Linked DNA regions of Mus musculus: regions 2 and 3 are each linked to region 1. A link is a contact called in public HiChIP or PLAC-seq and Micro-C data. All regions are on one chromosome and are shown on one strand. Each heading gives the region's core, a stretch centred on a gene start, on an enhancer-like site or on the middle of the called end of the contact. The rest is flanking DNA. Distances are from core to core; before and after follow the strand shown. Region 1 holds the start of Gdnf (glial cell line derived neurotrophic factor). Region 2 overlaps Wdr70 (WD repeat domain 70). Region 3 overlaps Wdr70 (WD repeat domain 70).

Region 1 (4,683 bases), core at 583-3,082:
TCCTGCCGACCGGCACGGCGATCCAGGACCGCGCCTTAACCCCGCGCCTCCCTGCCGCTCGGGACTGCCAGCCATTTCGCACGCACCCGAGAGCTGGCAAAGCTAGCACCCCGGAGGCCTTGCCTTCCCCCCCCCCCCCCGCTCCCCGCTCGCGAAGCGCCTCTCTGCACTGCTGCGTGAGGGGCGGGAGCCAGGGGAGTCTTTTTTTTTCCCCCTCCTCTGGGGTGTTCGAGCCAGCCCGCGCAGCCGGAACCCCGGAGCTGTGTGGTTCCGTCGCTTCCCAATCTCCGAACCCAACAGCTGCGGAGAAAACAGACGCCCAAGGGATGGAAAATGAATTCGTCTCCGCAGCAGTGGGAGGTGGCAGCCGAATTAAATGCTTTCCTAGTGGCCTTATCTAGGGACCTAGACTGGAATTCTGGGTGGAGATTGTGAGGGGCGGGAGGGATGTACCCCGGAAAGGAGAGAGAAGCAAAAGCCTGGAGACTAATAGGAAAGGTGCAGGGAGGTGTGTGTGTGTGTGTGTGTGTGTGTGTGTGTGTGTGTACCTGAAAACTGATTTGCCCTCCCCCATTAAAAATGTCAAGACTGTTTTCTCAAAATGCATGATTTACCTGATTTGAGAATGCTCCCCAGCCAATTCCCCATGCTGGAACAACGGGACTTGTGAGTGACAGAGTACCACCATACCCGAAGTGATTCAATCTCTCTTCCCCCGTCTCTTTGGATGGGACTTTTCGCCAAGTGAACATAGCCTTCTTTATTAGCAAGCTCACCCCAGACTGCAAGGCCTTCTTCCTTTCTAGAGATGTGAGGTCTTAAGAGTCCAAAGGACTCGGTGTTCAGGACTCTTACTACGGTCCTGGGTCCTGGAGTAGCTAGGGGAACCGAAAGATAGCATCTCTGCTGAGAGGGACAGAATTAGGACCAAAACTTCACAAAGCTGCAAAACTAAAATCAAGGGCGTGTTCGGGTATACCACGGAGGGCTTTAAATGTCAAGATAGATCCAGTCGCCGCCTACTAACAGTGGTAAAACATTTATTGGGCACTTTCTGGACTTGTTCGTGAGTTAATGATCCTAAGAAGTGGAACTGGTATTTTAAGCCAAACCGATGCTTCCGAAGTTAAGTGACTTAACTTGGCACTTTTATGCAGGCCAGAGTCTGCAAAGTCACATGAACTTGTTCTGGTGACATTTTTTTCTTTCACTTAGCCAGGATGTTTAAAAGGTAGACAGAGGGAGGGCAAGTGTTTCCACCAAGCCTGAGCCTACACCCTGCCTAGTTAGAAGAAAGGTCCAGCCTGGGACAGATAGGTGAGCTTGATTTTAGTCCCAGAGGTAAAAAGCCTGTTGTTTGCATCAGCGAAAGGATGGCTTCCAGAGCTCACATATGGGAGTTGCTGGGGAGGGGAAGGGTGGTCTCTGTCTGTCGAGGGCCGGGCAAAGGTAGCCAGATGGGGGCTACCCCGTGCGCCCCCGCCCCCCGGGAATATGGGATGTCGCGCGAGCCAGTAGAAGCAACGGGCCCGGAGTTGTGGTATAAATTTATGTCCATAATCTGACCTCTGGAAGTTGGAGGCTGGAGGACCGAAGAGTGGTCAGCAGTGCACCCGTTGGGAATGCGAGCTGCACCTGGGGTGTACCAGGGATGAAGGAAGATGGGCGGGCAGTAAACCAGAACAAGGGCGGGGTGCTTAGGGAAGCACCGATCAAAAGCAGTGCGGGCGGAGAGGCTGTGAGTTGGGAGCAGGTTGGGGGGGGGGGCAGGGAAGTGGTGAAGAGGCTGCCCTGCAGTCAGCACCAGGGTCCTGGGCGTCTGAGCCTAACTTGCCTGGTGCGGTTCTCTTCCCCGCTGCCCGCCCGCGCAGGTGCCGCCGCCGGACGGGACTCTAAGATGAAGTTATGGGATGTCGTGGCTGTCTGCCTGGTGTTGCTCCACACCGCGTCTGCCTTCCCGCTGCCCGCCGGTAAGAGGCTTCTCGAAGCGCCCGCTGAAGACCACTCCCTCGGCCACCGCCGCGTGCCCTTCGCGCTGACCAGTGACTGTAAGAACCGTTCCCTCCCCGGGGGCATCATCCGGCGGACCCCAGGGCACCCTACCGCAGCATGCACGCACGCAGTCACCCGGGCCAGCCGGGAAGGTTGTGCGCCTCTCCACTAAGTGGGAAGGGCTGGGAGGCCCTTAAGGGTACTCAGCTGCATGCCGCTGCCCAAGGGTTTCCAGGCGCCTTGCAAATACAGAGGATGTGGAATAGTGTCCCTTTATCATTCTCATCAACAAATATCCCACTATCGCCACCATCACAACCACAACCAGGGCACACACACATTGCCCCCAACCCCTTACTTCCCTGCCCCTCTAAGAATACACAGCAGGATCTTTCTTTTAAGGCTATTTTACTGTGCCTTGCTAAAACCCTCTTGCATTTTCATCCTGAACTGCACTTGCAAGGAGTTTTGTGAGAAAGGCCAGCCAGAGAGAAAACACAGAAGGACCTCCATTTCCAGAGCTAGCATCTGCCTAGTGTCAATTCTGTTCAGAAGAGTTCTGCTATAGGAAGAGTCCAGGGTGACTAGTGCAAAGTGGACTGAAAGGGAGAAACGTTCAGAATGCACAGTGCTAACTCAAAAACAACAACCACAACAAACGCAGGGTACTCTTAAAACAAGTCTGTGATTTACTGCTCCAAAGCTAATGCCTTCTAGAAGCGAGCAATTACAACCTATCCTCCAGTCCTCAGAAGTCCATACGGGTAAAGTCAGATAGACAGGAAAGGAGTTACAGAGAAAATGAAAGTATCTAGGTTAAAAGGTGGCAACAGAAAAGTTGATACAATCTCAAAATACTCAGCGGCCACCCACCTCACCCCTTAGAACGAGTGGCTTTGAAGGTTTGCATTTGAAGTGCCCTGTGGTTATGACCACCAGGGAAAGCTTGAGTCAGCCCAGGACGTACAGAAACCCTTGGCCCTGGACAAGAAAACAGGCAGAATGTGGCAAGTGTTTCATTTCAACAACAAAAATGGCTTCTTGTATAAGGGTCAAAAAGGGGCGGGGGGGATAGAATTTTATAAGGATTTTGGGAGTGATTTGTGGTTTAAAAGGAACGTAGTTGGTCCCTTGAAATTCAGACCCAGACCTGTCAATTAAACTCATCTTTAAAGAGCCTCACTTCAATCCCAAGCTTAGGGCGTACAAATATTTCTCTGATTGAAATTCTAAATGCCCTCTGTTGTTGTCTTCATTTAACCATTGCAAAAGGGCAAACCAAAGGGACAGGGGCAGAGTGGCAGATAATAATAGTTCTCAAATTCAGGTATCAGTGGAGAGAACTCTGACTGTTTGATTGCATTCTGATTAATTCATGGGGGTTTAATTGCTATATTAGTATCCTGTCTACCGGGGCTTGCTTCCCACTAATTCTTCCAAGTTAATGGCTTTAGAACTCAGTGTGAACAGTTTACAGCTCCACGGAAGGAATGCCTTTCTTCTCCCACGTGCCAGTAGCTACCAGGATTGCTCCTTGGCCTCCATACTCCTGTCCTAACCATCCTTGGAGAATAGACTCATAAAAAGAGAGTGGAGTCTTCTAAGAATGCTAAAGGTTGTTGATACTGGATTGCATGCCAGGAGTCTAATTTAATGGGTTTGAGGTGTAGCCTGGGTGTTCAGACTTTTAGATGTTTCCCAGGTGTGTCTAGTGTTGTTCCCAAGGTTGAGTCACCAAAGTTTGATAACACCCTAGGAAAAACCTGAGGCTTCTGTGGGTTAAGCAGCCGTTTAGCAACCAAAATAGTATTGAATCCCATTGACTGCCTGGATCCCACTGGGAAGTGGGCAGGATTGCATCTCCCTTTCTCAAATGATACTAAAGCATCTATGGACAAGATTCTGACTACGATTTTGTTCAGGACAGCAGAATGCATCCAATTCTGCTTTGTCTATGGAAAGACCCAGTAGAACCTAGACAGAGAAATTACCCAAAGAGAAACTGAGCTGTGTTCTAAGCCAATTGACTTCTTTCCAGGTATGTTCAATTCGGCAGCAAGCTGTCAGTGCAGGGAAGGCAAAATAACGACAGTGTGCAGACTTTAAATATTCAACTAATGTCAGCACACCCCTAACACAGTGCTGACATTTATATCCTCACTGTACACAGAGCAACTGGCTAAGTCTTGTGTAGAAAACCATTAAATCATTGCATTTCATTTGAAAATAAAAGGTGCTATAAATTTTGGTCACTGTAGTTTCCTTCGGGTGCTTGGGATTTCATAATTAAGCAAAAGAGCCTCTGTCACAGTGACAGTCACTGTGCACTTTCCATAGAGACACTGGAACTGTGTCTTCCACTGCACACATTCACTCTTGAGACAGCATCTGTTCCCCTGGGTCCAGGACAAGTTAAACATCCCAAGTTCTATTCCAACATAGGAAAGCCAAGCAGATAGAATTAATAACTGACTTGCTTGTCTTGAGGTTGGCTATAAAATAAATGCCCCATGACCATTTTTAACTTACTCGGAAACTTGCTTGTAGCTTGCTTTTGGAAGCATCCAAGACTTTGTCTCTAGCCCCCTTGTTCATTTGTCTTTCTTCCTGCCTATCTTCTCCAAACGAAGATTAGAGATTGTGTGAGAGGTCTGTCGTTCAGGTGTCATAGCATTTTAAAGCTGAAACAAA
Region 2 (4,683 bases), core at 624-3,123, 190 kb after region 1:
TCCAGTACACGCTGCTGCCACCACCTGGATAGGGGCCAGGAGGGCTTTTCCCTGTATCCCTGGCATCACTACAAATGGCCACACAGTGGAGAAAATACCAAATGAAGGTTTGATGTCATTATGAAAATAATTCTGGCTTCAGGATCTCAGGGACCTCACTGATACATTTAAAAAGTTGCTGCGCCTAACAATCTTCTTCATCATTGTCTCCCATATATCCTCAGACAGTAGGTTTCATATACTTTGTTATCTACTACCCATATATCCTCAGACAGTAGGTTTCATATATTTTGTTATCTACTACCCATATATCCTCAGACAGTAGGTTTCATATATTTTGTTATCTACTACCCATATATCCTCAGACAGTAGGTTTCATATATTTTGTTATCTACTACCCAATTCACAGTTTGGAAAAAAAGGACATATGAATTGGTGGTTTTAATCTCCTAAATCTAAAACAAATTATGTCAAGGAATTGGGATGCTCTCAATTGCTTACTGTGACCAGTGGTGAGTCACCTCTGTCGGTGCCAACTTTTCTATTAGGAAAGCCAGGTAACAGACTGACTTAATGATTCCTGCCTCATACATCAGCATCTACAGAGAGATCTGTGAAACTCCACAGGCAGAAAAGAACCAGGGTGGGGCCACAGCTCAGGGGCAGAATTCAACTTCTTACAGTCAAAGGAAGTATCATTTTAAAAAGCAGCAGCAGCAACTGGGCACTTCTTGGGCTGAAAAATTTCTCTGACAAAAACAGAGAATTTTAGCAGGAGGACAGCTGTGAGTTTTAGGACAGGCTAGGTTCCATAACGGTTCCAAGCCAGCCTGGGTTACAGAGAAAAATCCTGTCTCAAAAAAGAAAAACAAAACAAAACAGCCACCAAAGACAACAAAAACACAGACCTAACATACAAAAAATTCCTCTCTGACCACCAATACAAAAAGATGCCACAGTCATTTTCACATAAATCTGATCATTATTTCCCCTTCTTAAAACTGCGAAGGGGGCTGGTGAGATGGCTCAGTGGGTAAGAGCACCCGACTGCTCTTCCGAAGGTCCAGAGTTCGAATCCCAGCAACCACATGGTGGCTCACAGCCATCCGTAACAAGATCTGACTCCCTCTTCTGGTGTGTCTGAAGACAGCTACAGTGTACTTACATATAATAATAAAATAAATAAAAATTTAAAAAAAAAAAAAAAAAAAACTGCGAAGGTTGACTAACATGTCTACCAAGAACCTACCTCACGCAGCTCTCTATTTTGTTCCCTCTTATTTAATAATGTCAGATTTTCTATGCCTGTCTAGGTTTTGTTGCTGTTTTACTGAGGAGTTTTTTGTTGTTGTTTTAAACAGGATATCACTTGAGCCCAGGCTGGTCTGGAACTCACTATGTAGCACAGGGTGGCTTCAAACTCGCAGCAAACCTCCTGCTTTAGCATTTCAAGTGCTGGGTTATACATCTGAGCACCATCACCCTCATCTTAAAGTGTGTCTGTTATAATATATACAATATATTATATAAAATACATAATATAATATATAATACATATACTATATAGTGCTGTTTACTACATCCAAAGAGGTATCTATCCTCTTAGCTGGGTGGTGGAGGTAGATGTTTTAATCTCATTACTAGGGAGGCTGAGGCAGGCAGAGATCTGTGAATTCAAGGCCAGACAGGTCTACAGAGAGAGTTCCAGGACAGCCAAGGATACACAGAGCAACCTCCTGTCAGTTTTTTTTAAAAGAAGAAAAAAGCACGCTCCTCTCCCTGAATACAAACAACCACTCTTTTTACCAAGCTAAGGCTAAGCATCGACTCCTCATAAACGCGCCCTCCAGACCGCTTTAGGCCCCTCGTAAATCTTAGTAACACATGGCATGCTTACACCTACTTGCTTTTTTTATGAGAATTTGTGAATGTCTACGGTATTATAAATCCTCGGGACTGTCTCATTTATCTAGTCTCTAGCTAAACCCATGCAATAGGCTGTCAATGAACATGCTAGTTGACAGGCAAGGCAGTTTTACAGCAAAAACAGAAAGGAATTGAGGAATCTAAAAACAATTTGGAAAAGCTATATTACTCGATAAAAAAATAACAAATCACGTAGATTATGAGAAAGGTTTGTAAGATGGTGCCTATTTGGACACATAAGGAAAGATGCCTGGGTAAGGTTAAATAGTAATTACTACATAGTTACATAGTATAAACAAAAAGCTGGTCCACTCCTCTGCTTATTAGATGTAAAGATAGACTTTTGTACATCAATTTCTGCTGGACAAAATATAATCTGTGAATCTTGATTTTTCCACAAAGATACTTTTTTTGACGGTTACTGTAGGACTCAGGGAACTCCGTGAGGTATAAACCAACCTGTATAATGCATATGTGCTTCATGATAAGCTGACACAGAGAACTTGTGTTTCATTCTAACTAACAGGTCCCAGCCCACTACAGAGAACCCAGTAATCAACAGTTTCTGAAACCTTCACATTTTCTCCTGCTTTGTTTTGTTACTAACAGGAAAGGTTTCTCCAGGAGAGAGCTGCTGGTTTTACTGGGGGCACAATTTTAAAGGCAGTAACAAAAGCTAACACTTCCATCAAGATAAATTTCAGAAGCATTATCACAGGAGGGACAGTTTACAAGACAGAAATAGCTAACCGAGTTGTATAAACTTACAAAGTTTAGGGAGAACTAGTAGAAAGGTCAACTCATTCTTCACACTTCCTTAAAAAGCGTGCCTGCTAACCTGCCACTCTAACTCATGGCAACAGGGAGCCAAAAGATGAGGACACGTGTCCAAGGAAGAGGTGGAGTCGGGGTTATAAGGCACAACAGAAAAATGGATTAAGAAATACAATGCAAATAAATTTGGTAATTTTGACAAGAATTCTCATTATATCCATGTCTTTGAGAGGAAAAATCCGTCAAAGCAAAAAGAACATATCTTTATCTTTATTTATGAGTTTCAAGAATTACAAAGTATATAATCTGTAAACACCTTTCATTCCCATTCCCATAACAAAATTCATTTTATGACTTCTCACAGGAGCACCATTCTTCCCACTCTCCTCCCCAGAAAGCAGCTAACACAGCACACACCGCAGCTGTCCTGGGAGCACACACGTTCATTTAGAAACGCAGGGACTGCGCCAGTCCATCTGATACTACCTTGACCAGTCCATCTGATACTACCTTGACCGAGAAATCCCCAGAAGAAATTCAAGCTACCTCTGTCAAATCCTGTTAATGGCATTCTAGTAAACAAACATACCCTACAATTTCTTGCAGACTTCCACATTCTTCTTTAAAAATAAACACGCAAATTAATGAACTTAAAACAACCATATAAAAATAGCTATTCTGAAATCTTAAAATTATATTGACATTTTTATATGAATCTCCAAAAAGAAAGAAAAATGCTAACTAGCATTTCCCCAGTTTATAATCCCTACATATGAATTATTCAGTATTGATGTTTCTTGGCCAAGAGAAATTGTTAATTAAAAACTGTAAAACTATATAGTGAACTACAAAACACTTGGAATTTATCAAACATTGATCCAACAGTTTTGAAGGTGTAAACATATTATGCTTGCTGCATACAGAATACAGCAACACAGAATGTGTGAGCATTCCCTGAATACATTGCATAAAATACGTAACGGTCAGTGTGGCGTTAAATGTCTTATCCCTGGACATATAAGGTAAAGTCTTATACCATAGTTTAATAAATCTCGAAAGTACTAGAAAAAGTATAAATTAAACAGAAGCTACTCAAGTATAATGGGGCCATGGACAAGGTTACTTCTAAATAACTTATCTGCTCAGAAATTCAATTCCTCCACAATATTTATTAACTTTTTTGAGTAAAAAAAAAAAAGTGAGTGGCAGCAAGAGTTCTCCATGTGTTTCGTTAGTAACCCTGGAAATAATGTCTCAGGTTTGAGTTATTACATATTAGATTCACAAGCAGACTCAATGATGTCACAAACAAGACATTTCAGCTTTAAAATCAAACATGAAATTCCTCTCTGCCTAGCATTTTAAAATACTTTAGGTTAGCATATATTTACTTTAAATCACTAAAAATCCAAAATACAATTAAAAAGTCTACAGGCAGTTCTTCTTGTGCACACATATGTGGTGCTAGAAACAGACCCAGGGCTCTGAACACATAGTACCAAAGAGGTTCTTTTCAAAGGACTTCCAGGGTTCTTTTCAAAGGACATCAAAATCGATGGGTAAATAAATCCCTAGTTTTGCTCTCACCAATTCCTAACAAAACATTTACTCTAAAGTCTCAACGTCTCAATAAACTGGCACTTTTCTAGGAACCAAAGTTTCACAGCAATGTGTTTCTTGATAGAAACTTTAGTGTTCCTTACAAAGTAAGTGAAATTTATAATGGAGCTAGGAAGATGTCATACAGCCAAGAGGGGCTGAGTTTGGTCCCCCAAACTCATACTGAGGGGTTGTGGAGCCAGACACAGCCGTACATCCAAGAAGTGGACACCGGAGGACAGCAGCGATGACTGACAAGACAGTCTAGTTCAATCAGTTCAATATTCATGAGAACCCCTGACTCAAAACACAGCAAAAGAAAGGGGGACTGATTCCCACTAAAGGATTAAAAAGAATAGCAGCGAGAATAACGCACATCTTACT
Region 3 (4,683 bases), core at 909-3,408, 150 kb after region 1:
TGTCTGTATTTGGTCATAATATAAACGTAAAATGAGCCGGGCGTGGTGGCGCACACCTTTGATCCCAGCACTCGGGAGGCAGAGGCAGGCGGATTTCTGAGTTCGAGGCCAGCCTGGTCTACAAAGTGAGTTCCAGGACAGCCAGGGCTACACAGAGAAACCCTGTCTCGAAAAACAATCAATCAAGCAATCCATAAATAATAAATGTAAGATGTACAGCTTCACAGAGCACTGCTCTCTAGTCAATCTATGCTGGATCCTTAACTACTAGCTCTCTGCCCATCAGTGCTCTTCCCCCACAGAACACCGGTGACCACAGTAAAGCGACAGCTATCTATAAAGAAACCTGAGCTGGGAGTGGTGCCAAATACCTTCAGTCCAGCACTTAGGAGTTTGAGGGAGGCAGATCTCTGTGAGTTCAAGGCCAGCCTGGTCCATAGAAGAAGTTCCAGGACAGCCAAGGTTAGAGAGAAAAACCCTGTCTCAAAACAAACAACAACAAAAGACAACTGGTAAACGGTTAAAACATTTGGAAGCATTGAGGTTTAACAGAGTTTTGTTAAACCTTTAATTTGACTCTAACATACAAAGTTTCTGAGAAGCTGCAAGAAATGTGACCACTTACTAAGTCTTGGGTAATCAGCAGAAAGAAAACACAACAAAAGAAACTGAGAGGACTCGCAGAGCACTGAGCACTAAGTGCTGAGCAAGCTCCCCAGCAGCTGCAGCCCTCCTGTGGCGACCAATCAAAGAGCAGGTTAAGCCCAATGCACACAGGCACACCAGAGAACCCCTTCACAGTTTTGGCTCAGTCTCTGCTTTCTGTATATAAATGCCCTACTAGTGCATCTATTAAATGAACATTTAACATTTACTGTTTTGTTTATAATGCTTAAAACAGTAATGTTTGGCCTTGTCAGCTTACAAAATAAATCAGAGATGTCCTGCAGCTGAGAAACATGCCTCAGGAAGTATCTGTCTGAGACAGAGGTGTCCCTCCCTCATGTAGGCCTTCTAGAAACTACAGCCCTCAGCAGAGTCCAGCCATGTTAGACAGAGGACTGGAACAGCCTTACCTAGACAACTGCAAAGGACTTTACTTGTGCCTTAAAAAATGCCAAAAGATTTTTATTTAGTTATTCAGTTGGTTAGTTTTACTGAGCATTATCCCATATTACTGGTTGAAATAATAACCAAAATAAAAATTGTTCAAAAATCAGCTAAGAAGCACAAAATCAAGGCAAGTGTTCTCCATTTACTGGGATCCAAACTCTCAGCTACCTGCGTCTATTTACAATTAGAGCATTAAGTAATATGACAGGAGACAATAAAGTGTGATTTACACAATCATTTTCCAAATTAAGGCCATCTATTTTATTTTGTAAGGCATGATTTATGGCTGACAGTGCTGGTGTACACTAAGTCACTGCAGCCCTTGGGAAGAAAAAGGCCAGACAGGATTATACAGCTGCTTCCAGGCTAGTCTGAGATATGAAACCTATCTCAAGCAACAACAACAAAAGCATATTTTAATGTGATTTATCTTTAATACTCATGTGTCAACTTTAACCTCAAATATTCATCACATCCAAGTATCAGAACACCACCATTTTCATCCAGCAAACTGAACCTGAAATAGCTGCCAGTCTCCATGATCCATCCTCTCTTTATAATAACTCTCCATTCAGAATGGTTAGAATCATTCTTTGTAAAATATAAGCCTGACCATGTTATATTCTTCTCTTCAAATCCACCAATTTGACCCTTGGGAGAATCTCTTACCCCAGTCTTCTGCCCACTCCCCTATTCACCGTTCCCTTAGGATGAAGCTAGTTTAACAGTTTGACTCTAAGAGAAAAACAAAAGTTTGTGAATGTGGGAAGAATACCGGGCAGGCCTTGGCAGCCCTCTCTTTCCCCGTCTTAGACACAAGTTGCCCCACGGGAGTAATTTTCTGTTCCTGCCCTGTCTCTCTTCAGCAGCCCTGGCTAAGATCCCTGTGGACTACTGTCCCATTGCAGGAGTTAGTCTACAGGAATTTCTGCCTTTTCTCTATTCTGCCTCTAGTAGTGGTAAATTCTGGCCTTCATCCATCATGCTTGAGTAATGAGTGTTACTTTCCAATCTGTTTAGACCTAAGCAAGGAAGAAGATGACTAATTATACAGGCAACTACAAGCCCAGAACCCCCGAGCACATAAACGCCAGGCACATCCCCCTTGTGTGACTATACAAGATGATTCCTATTTCTTCACGAGGTCTTTAGAGCTGACACATCTTCTCCATAAACTCTTCTATTTTTGATGAATATTTGTCCAAATAAATTCGGACTAGCTTTACAATCAGGAAAAAAAAAATTAGCCAAACCAACTTTCTTTGATGGCCATTAAATAGAGCAAAGCTGGAGATGGGTTTCCAGAGTTGATCATGAGCTATGCTTTGGATAGTCTAATGGAACTGATGACAGGGCTATGAAATGACTGTCTCTAATTATGGTCACACATAATGTGAATGAGAATTCAAGGCCAGCCTGGGCTAAAGAGTAAGATACTTAATTTAGATACAAGTATGACAGCACATTCCTACAATCCTATCACTCAGGAATATGAAGCAGGGAAGTAATATGAGTTCAAAGCCACCCTGTACCACATAGTTTAAGGTTAGCTTGGGCTACATAGCAAGATCCTGTCTCAAGAAACCAGGGCAGAGGCAGGGGAGGAGAGATTTTATCCTGTCTGAATAACTCACTTTGTCTGAATTCAAAAAAGTCATGACAAAACAGTTTCATCATTCTTTTGAAATTAGTTATTTTCAGCACATTTCCACAAAATTATTTCTTTTCACTTCATAAAGTGATTTCCTAGGGCCACAGTTTCTGACTCTACCACTTATGGTCTGTGTAATCCTGGGAAAGTCATTATATTTTTAGCTTCTGTACCTGAATATTCTTATCTGAAACATCAGCTAACAATAGCACTTACTTCAGAGTATTATCCTACAAAGATCAAATGAATACACATATACGTGTGTGAGCATGTGAGTGAATTAAACACTTGGAACATACCTGGCACAAAGTTAATGTTTAATAAATGTTATCTTTTATGAATACCATATGTTGTGGAACACAAGTTGAAAATGCTCTTAGCACACTCAGATGATAATAATAAAGTTTGATTAAGCAATTTTAAAAGACCAATATAGCAACTGAGAATCAAATCAACTACATACAAAACCTATAGTGCTCTGATATTTTTTATTCATTTATTCATCGTCTCAATAAATGGTCTTGTAAGACATAAAGAAGCATCAGTTAAGGCACAAATCTCCTGACCTTATGAATCTTAGTGAAAGATGAAATGTCTAAGCCATTAAACAATAAATAAATGAATAAACAAATAAATAGGGCCCAGTGAGATACTCAGCTTCATTCCATCACGCATGAAGACCTAGTTGGAATACCATGCCCTAAAGGGTGAAAGAAGAAAGACAATTTCTGCAAGTTGTCTGTGCTGATCAGTTTTATGCAAACACAAGATAAAGTCATCTGAGAGGATTGAACCTCAGTTGAAACCACGTCTCCATAAGACTGGGCAATAGGCAAGCCCCTAAGTCATATTCTTAATTGGTGACTGATAGAAGAGGACCCAGCTTATTGTGGGTGATGACATCCCTGGACTGGTGGTCCTAAATTCCATTAGAAAGCAGAACTGAGTTAGCCAGAGACAGGCTGGGAGACTAGGCCTAAGTTTCTGCTTCCCAGAAATGAGAACCCAGATTCAGGAACCTATGGTCAGCCAGCCACAGCTATGAGCATCCAATCAAAGGATACCTTGTCATCTGGCCCAAAGTAAAAATAGGTAGGTAGAATGAGTAAGCAGCCTCCTAGGAAGTCTCCAGAGTCTAACCAATTGTAGAATCAGTCAGACCACTACAGATAGAGCTAACCAATCAATGTAAAATAACACATACCCTTCCCCGGAATTCCCTGCAAGTCCACCACGGGTCTCCACCCTCAAATGGGGAGACCCCTGAATGCAGGAAATTCAGCTGAATAAATCCTCTTTGTTTGTGCATACAATTTGAGTCTGGGTTATCACTCTTCAATGATTCTTGAATCTTAAGAGAGTAAGCCATGATGAGCAAGCCAGTAAGCAGCACTCCTCCATGGCTTCTGCATCAGTTCCTGCCTCCAGGTTTCTGTCATGCTTGAGCTCCTGTCCTGACTTCCTTCAGTGATGAACACTAATGTGGGGAGAGTAAGGCAAATAAAATAAACCCTTTCCTACCCAAGTTGTTTGGGTCATGGTTTTTCATCACAATAGAAACCCTAAATAAGACATGGTCTTCTTTTGTTTTCTTACTTTCCATACACTCATAAACACACACACACATACATACACACACACATCCCCCCCCACACACACACACACAAATAAATAAAATTGTAAAACAAATAAATGGGTAAATGAAACAGTTACACAGAAATGGTTGTTATGAAGAAACTGAGCCAGGCAAACCAAACCGGATGGTGACATGGGGACAGGAGAGAGTTCAGGCACAGCTCCTGCAGGCAGTTTGATGTAGCCTCCCCCAGCCTGAAGTGGGCTTGTGCAGACCTTGTCACCACTGAGGTGGGGCCACCTGCGGTGCAGCTTTCCAACTTGGCTGGCTTCTTTTGAAGTGT

Evidence for each region. A called contact is a pair of places that touch in the nucleus more often than the background predicts. HiChIP or PLAC-seq counts read pairs in DNA pulled down with a chosen protein or histone mark.
Region 2: a contact with region 1 is called in an H3K4me3 HiChIP or PLAC-seq map of embryonic limb bud, with 2.4 times the contacts expected there. The contact joins the enhancer-like site here to the promoter of Gdnf in region 1. A contact is called at or near these places in 4 of 39 promoter capture datasets (the 3T3-L1 cell line, hippocampal neurons and liver), 5 of 484 Hi-C or Micro-C datasets (the F1.1 cell line, LSK cells, nephron progenitors and 2 more) and 4 of 115 datasets of contacts at active chromatin or transcription factors (embryonic limb bud, embryonic midbrain, forebrain and 1 more).
Region 3: a contact with region 1 is called in a Micro-C map of muscle stem cells, with 4 times the contacts expected there. The contact joins the enhancer-like site here to the promoter of Gdnf in region 1. A contact is called at or near these places in 2 of 39 promoter capture datasets (the 3T3-L1 cell line and hippocampal neurons), 3 of 484 Hi-C or Micro-C datasets (the HL-1 cell line, the N1E-115 cell line and muscle stem cells) and 1 of 115 datasets of contacts at active chromatin or transcription factors (stem cell-derived neural progenitor cells).

The regions. Positions count from the first base shown.
Region 1 is chr15:7,813,718-7,818,400 of GRCm38.p6, forward strand. It overlaps Gdnf (glial cell line derived neurotrophic factor), which reads left to right and starts at 1,833. Exons shown (of 2, transcript NM_001301357.1): 1 at 1,833-2,048. The coding sequence starts at 1,898.
Region 2 is chr15:8,005,723-8,010,405 of GRCm38.p6, forward strand. The region is part of intron 9 of Wdr70 (WD repeat domain 70); the gene reads right to left. Among named protein-coding and RNA genes, the nearest start is that of Wdr70, 91 kb to the right of the region's middle. Within about 2 kb of position 1,874, at least 14 of the 459 cell types and tissues checked have an H3K27ac peak or open chromatin away from gene starts, as enhancers often do. A contact at or near this core is called in embryonic limb bud, where this site is marked.
Region 3 is chr15:7,960,928-7,965,610 of GRCm38.p6, forward strand. The region is part of intron 10 of Wdr70 (WD repeat domain 70); the gene reads right to left. Among named protein-coding and RNA genes, the nearest start is that of Wdr70, 140 kb to the right of the region's middle. Within about 2 kb of position 2,159, at least 32 of the 459 cell types and tissues checked have an H3K27ac peak or open chromatin away from gene starts, as enhancers often do. A contact at or near this core is called in muscle stem cells, where this site is marked.